Linked DNA regions of Mus musculus: region 2 is linked to region 1. A link is a contact called in public HiChIP or PLAC-seq data. All regions are on one chromosome and are shown on one strand. Each heading gives the region's core, a stretch centred on a gene start, on an enhancer-like site or on the middle of the called end of the contact. The rest is flanking DNA. Distances are from core to core; before and after follow the strand shown.

What was found. HiChIP or PLAC-seq counts read pairs in DNA pulled down with a chosen protein or histone mark.
Region 2: an H3K4me3 HiChIP or PLAC-seq map of craniofacial prominence shows a contact between it and region 1, with 4 times the contacts expected there. The contact joins the enhancer-like site here to the promoter of Thtpa in region 1. A contact is called at or near these places in 7 of 39 promoter capture datasets (the C10 cell line, the HPC-7 cell line, the SN4741 cell line and 4 more), 1 of 484 Hi-C or Micro-C datasets (B cells), 24 of 115 datasets of contacts at active chromatin or transcription factors (the 230-238 cell line, the SCID.adh cell line, T-cell acute lymphoblastic leukemia and 12 more) and 3 of 9 other capture datasets (adipose tissue, macrophages and pancreatic islet).

Annotation. Positions count from the first base shown.
Region 1 is chr14:55,093,338-55,096,037 of GRCm38.p6, reverse strand. It overlaps Thtpa (thiamine triphosphatase), which reads right to left and starts at 1,254. Exons shown (of 2, transcript NM_153083.5): 1 at 32-1,254. The coding sequence starts at 578.
Region 2 is chr14:55,461,750-55,464,491 of GRCm38.p6, reverse strand. No RefSeq gene overlaps it. Among named protein-coding and RNA genes, the nearest start is that of Gm41158, 5.4 kb to the left of the region's middle. Within about 2 kb of position 1,366, at least 4 of the 459 cell types and tissues checked have an H3K27ac peak or open chromatin away from gene starts, as enhancers often do.

The DNA.
Region 1 (2,700 bases), core at 5-2,504:
TGCTGCGCACACAAAGACCTGTCTCCCTCACCAAGCATGCTACTGACGGTGATGATCTTCTCTAGGGCAGCCGGGACTTCAGCCTTCTCGTGCACCATGGCCTCTACCTCACCCACAGCATAGCCGAAGTCCGCTGAATCCAAGTCTATTGTGAGCTGAGGCTCCTGTCCATGGGCTCCAGATAAGGCCAGCTTCCAGGAGCTTCGCGTAGTAATAAAACTAGCCACCTCCTGCAGCTTCAGCGAGCCCAGGACAGCAGCCACACCTGCAGGCTTCTGCTCCCCAGACCCGAGCAGTTCAAAGAGCTGGGCCACAATCGCAGCTTCCGATGTGACTTCCACATACTCATTGTGAGGTCCTGAGACACCTGTTACTCCAGGACATTTGAGCTCCCATCCACTACCTTCTCGTTGTCGCAGCCAGTGGTCAGACAGCATAAGGCTTAACTCAGAGGTATCATAGTATGTGTCTCGGAAGGTGACCCGGTGCTCCAGGGTGGCCCCCAACTCCTGCAGCCTTTCCTCCGTGTCAGGCCCTGGAGCGAACTTTCGCTCCACTTCAATCAAGCCCTGGGCCATATTAACCTGCAACCCTGTTTGCCAGGTATTCACTGAGTGCTCAAGGTGAGGACTAGTCAGCAAAGACGGACTAGTCCTGGATCAATTTAAGATGCATATACACTGTCCCAGAGCTCTGCTCCAGGTTCACAGGGCTCTACTTGGAGGTCTCTGCGGGCTGCAACAATGGTGACAAGTCTCCAGTTAAATCCTACTACTGATAACCCAAAAGGCTCCCTAGCAAACAGGCCGTAATGCTGATGACCTATCTTCTCGCTACACCTTGCTACCCAAGGCCAGTGATTCACTGCCCAGGATGATCTGCCATTCTTCGCCTAGCACCAAACAGCGGTACCTCGGGACACTCTTCAAGACCCCAGGGTCTCCTTCTCCCGGGACCCGGAAGTGGGGGAAGGGTGCCCACGCTACACCCGCGAGGAATGCCGGGAGCGGTCTCCGGCTCCGGACCTTAGTCCAGGCTCTTTACGCGCGAGACCGGTCCCAGCACTAGCGGCCATATTAGACCGGTGTGGCGGTGCCGATGACAAGCTAGGCCTGAGAGGTCTGTTAGGTTACGTGCGACCCAACCCGGTGGGCAAGAGAAGAGAGAGCTTCCTCTTGCCCGCTGTTCATCCTGCATTTTTCCTGGAGCCCAGGAATCGGCCAAGATCTCGAGCCTTAGCGTGAGCCTGGCATCCTGGGCCTGGTGCATGATGGGAGATGTAGTTTCCAAAGGACCACCTCACCTTTCCTGCCCACCGATCACTAAGGAAATCAGAATTAGTTTCAGCAAGCGGGACTCTACCTCAAGCTCTACAGGAAGGCTTTTGGGGGTGGCGAACGGGAAGAGTAGTTCCCAACCCCTCCCAGTGTAGACAGTGAATGCGACTGATAAAACACAAGCTATGGCTCCCCACTAAGTGGGGAGTTGTAATGGTTAGTGGAGTAATTCAGTGGTCACTTGGAATATTTTTTATAGTTGTTTTGTCTTTTGTTGCTTCTTGTTGTTTTGACACAAGGATCTCATGTAACCCAATTTGACCTGGAACTCCTCATTCCTCTTCGAGTGAGTGCTGGGTTACCTGTGTGAGCTGCCATGCCCTTACCTCTATCCTGGGATTTTCGAGAGGATAAATGGGAAACTTTCTGTCAATGGAGGAAGTGATGTTTTGAATGTGAATTAGAGATGTAATGGGACAGCTGGAGTGATGGATGCTCAGCACTTAAGTACACTTGCTGTGCTTACAGAGCTGGGATTACCTTCCCAGCACTTAAAGCGCAGGTGGCAACCTCTTTAACTCCAGTTACAGCGGGGTTCTTACGCCCTCTTCTGGCATCCTCCTGTACTGTACTACAGACAAAATACTGGTACATGAGAGTGTATGAGAGAGAATGAATGAATGAATGAATGAATGAATGAATGAATATGGTGGGATTTCTGGAGACCTAGGTGGGAATAACCGCCTGGGTAAAAGCCCAGAAACTAGCTACAGCACCTAGCCAGTATCTAAGCTGACGATGGCTTGAAGTGCAATTGAGTGGCGGGTTGAAAAGCCATGAGTGAGTGGCAGACTCAGTTCAACAGTCGCGGAGGTGGCATTGTTGGGAGTACGAGCAGTAGACAGGCAGAGTGCTGTGCTGCTGCTGGTTTCCCACCATCGGGGAAGCTGAGGCAAGAGGTGACAGCTTGCGGAGAGCCTGAGCTACAGACTGACTTACAGCCCCTCCTGGGCCAAGAGTGAGACAGGCAGGGAGCATCATGGGAACTTGGCACTTACAGACATGGCATTTTGAGCTTAGGAAGGCATTAAACAAACTCCTGCTTCTGGTCTATGGGTTGGATCTTATAGAACACAGAAAATACCAGTGCTTCAACAAGACTGAAAAGTAAAGCCAAGGATCTGAGTGGGGAGGGAACAAGTCCGAGACCCCATCTCTTCTCATTAGCCCAAACCTCACCCGTCCGTCCTCTTTTGTAGACCCACTTGCTCCTGGCCATGGTACAACCACCCTCTCCCGCTTCAGTTATATGAGGATTGAAGAACCAGTTACAAACTTTATTTACTGTTACATGGTAGAAACTCAAAATATTGGTTTCATAAGAAAATATGCCACGCAGCAAGCTTGGGCTCTGGAGACCACT
Region 2 (2,742 bases), core at 117-2,616, 370 kb before region 1:
GGACTCTCTAAGAGCGGAGTATCAGTGGAGGCAATCCTCAGGTGCCTACCCTTCCCCTGTGGTAAGTGACTGTGCATCTTCCTGATAAGGTAGCAATCTTATGGGATTTGCTTTGGTTAGTAGGACATGTGACTAAGGATGAGCCATCTTAGGCTGTCTTTGTACCCATCCCATGGTGATGATCTTTCTCTGTGTGGTATGGGATGAATGGGGCCTGCCTGTCACATGGTACCTTAAAAACGGTTGAAGGATGAGGAAACATTGCAGTCCCTGAGAGCAGCATGAGATTTTTGACAAGCTGTTGTGGCAGTTGTGTGACCACTGCTGTGTGTAGTAAGACATGCACCTGAGCCTAAGATGGCTGCCCAGAGAGAGTTTTCTTACGTAAGTGAGGAGTTACGATGGGGAAGCACCACATAGCTAGCTAGTGTTCTCTACCTTAGCCCCTGGTTTCTTAGGTAAATTGGACAGAAGAGGTAGTGAGATAGGCACGGTGGTGTGCTGCTCCTTATGACGGGCGCCTGATAAGGAAAAAAGAGTGAATAGTTTGCAGTGTTAAAGAGCCCTTTCTTGGAATCCATGGGAGAAGTTCATTTTTAAAATTATGTTTTAACTAACTAACTAACTAACTAACTAGCTAGCTAATTAATTATTGTACATTGTAAGGGTCTGAAAATCACTGAAGAAAGACCCCAGACTCAGGTAGCATGCAAAGACAAAGAGTGTTTATTCTACAGAAATAACCAGCATGCAGGGGTCAAACATTCCCCCAAATGGCAACCCTAGACAAAGATGAGCAAGCCTTTTTATAGAGAGCTGGGGGAACTCTCTAGAAGGATTAGATAATCTAAAATTTCATTGGTGCTAGGGGGTCACAGGTGGTCAGTGGTTCTCATGCCTATGCCATAAACATTTAACCATGGAATGAGATAGGGCCGGCCATCCTGCGGTAAGATATTTTCCCATTCTTGTGGTTATCCCCGGGCTGTTCTTTGGAAGAGGGTTCTATGGCCCTTTTCTCTGGATTTTATGGTCTGTTCCTGGAGCTTTTGCCTTATGGCCTTCTTTTTAAAATCAGGCCTGGTCCTTAAACGGAGACAAATGGGGTTCATGTTGTCCTTTCACCATCCCAGCCACAGCACCCCATAATCCTTTCTCCCCTCTCCCCATCATCTCTCCTTCTTTTCCTTTAGAAAACTGGATCATCTCTCCTTCTTTTCCTTTAGAAAACTGGAGGTCTTGTGGGCAGAGTCCAATACAGAAGATCATCTGTAAGCTCTGTGAGGTCACGGCGAGACATGCCTTTGGTCTTAGCACTAAGAAGGAGGATCTCTGAGTTCTAGGCCAGACTGGTGTGTTCCAGGACAGCAAGGTCTACACAGAGAAACCTAGCCTTGGAGCCTACCTGCGCCCCCACCCCCCCAAGAAAACAGCAGGGAAAAATATCCATGATTCAGAATGAAAGTGGGAAACTTAACAAGGGCTGGGTTGTGAGAAAGTCTGATAGCAATTGAGTTAACTGCTTCAGTTGGGAAGGACTTTTAAACAAGTGAAAAGACTCTCTCAGCCTGGCTTACAAGGCTGGGGTGTGGGGGCCATGAAAGCAGCCTCAGGGGTGTGGAGCAGGGAAACTAATGTAACAACTTATGCCTCCTCCAGACAAAGGCAGAATAGTTTGTAATGTTAGGGAACTCTGTCCCTGGGGATTGTGTAAGAAGAAAACAAAGCAGAGGTTCCTTAAGTACTTTGAAGACAGGGTCATTTCAGAATAAACCAGAGAAGCTGCTCAGAGAGGCTGGGGAGAGGAGCTGATCTTACAGGCTGGGGAGGGCTTCCTTAAAGCACTGAGTTTGGGTGCAGGATGGCCACATTAGTGCTTAAAGTAGGATCCTCAGGAATGGTGTATGTGGTGCTGGCTTCAGGAAACCGACGTCTAGGAGAGTTGACACTGAGGGATCAGGGACTATTCGTGGTGGGTTGCCTCAGAGACATGTTCTTGTTTTCTCAGATTGGTTCATTCAAGGCGGTTGAGAACTTGGCGTTCAGCAGGTCCTGTGAAAATCAGGAATTGGAACAATATGGGAAGGGCAGGCACTACTGAGAGAATCAGACACAAGAAAGGCACTCTTCGATTCCCAGTTTTGTTTTCTTTTTCTTTTTCTTTGTTTTGTTTTTAGCCAGACAGGACTGTGCTTACTGGAGAGTTGAAAATTGAGCCAGGACCTCAGAGCTGGTATGGGGTTTTAGTAGCTTCGCCGAGGAGATGTTTATGAAGTAGGAGAAACTTAGATGGTCCCAACTGCCTTAGAGCAGCCTATGAATCAGGTTCTAAAAGTGCTAAGACAATCAAAAGGAGAGAGGGGCCAAGAAAGACAGACGAGGGGGTTTGTCAGTTACTTGAAGGCAAATACTTCAGGATTGCTGTTGAGCTGTAGGTCCCAAGGAAGAGTTGACAGAAAGCCCTATGCCCGCTGGCAAGCTTCTGGAAGACTTTAAAGTCCAAAGAATAGTTTACAGACTGCAGAGCTGATAAAACAGAGCAGGTGTTGGGGCTGAGGTTCGTCACTTGTTAAAAGTGTCCCAAGGACCCAAGTTAAACAAACACAGACTAAACCCTTGCAGTCAAAAGACTAAGCGTGTCTCAGGAGAGGGTAGCTGTGTGCCCAGATTAAGCCCTGCATATTTTCTTCCTTCCTTTCTTCCTTTCTTCCTTTCTTCCTTTCTTTCTTTCTTTCTTTCTTT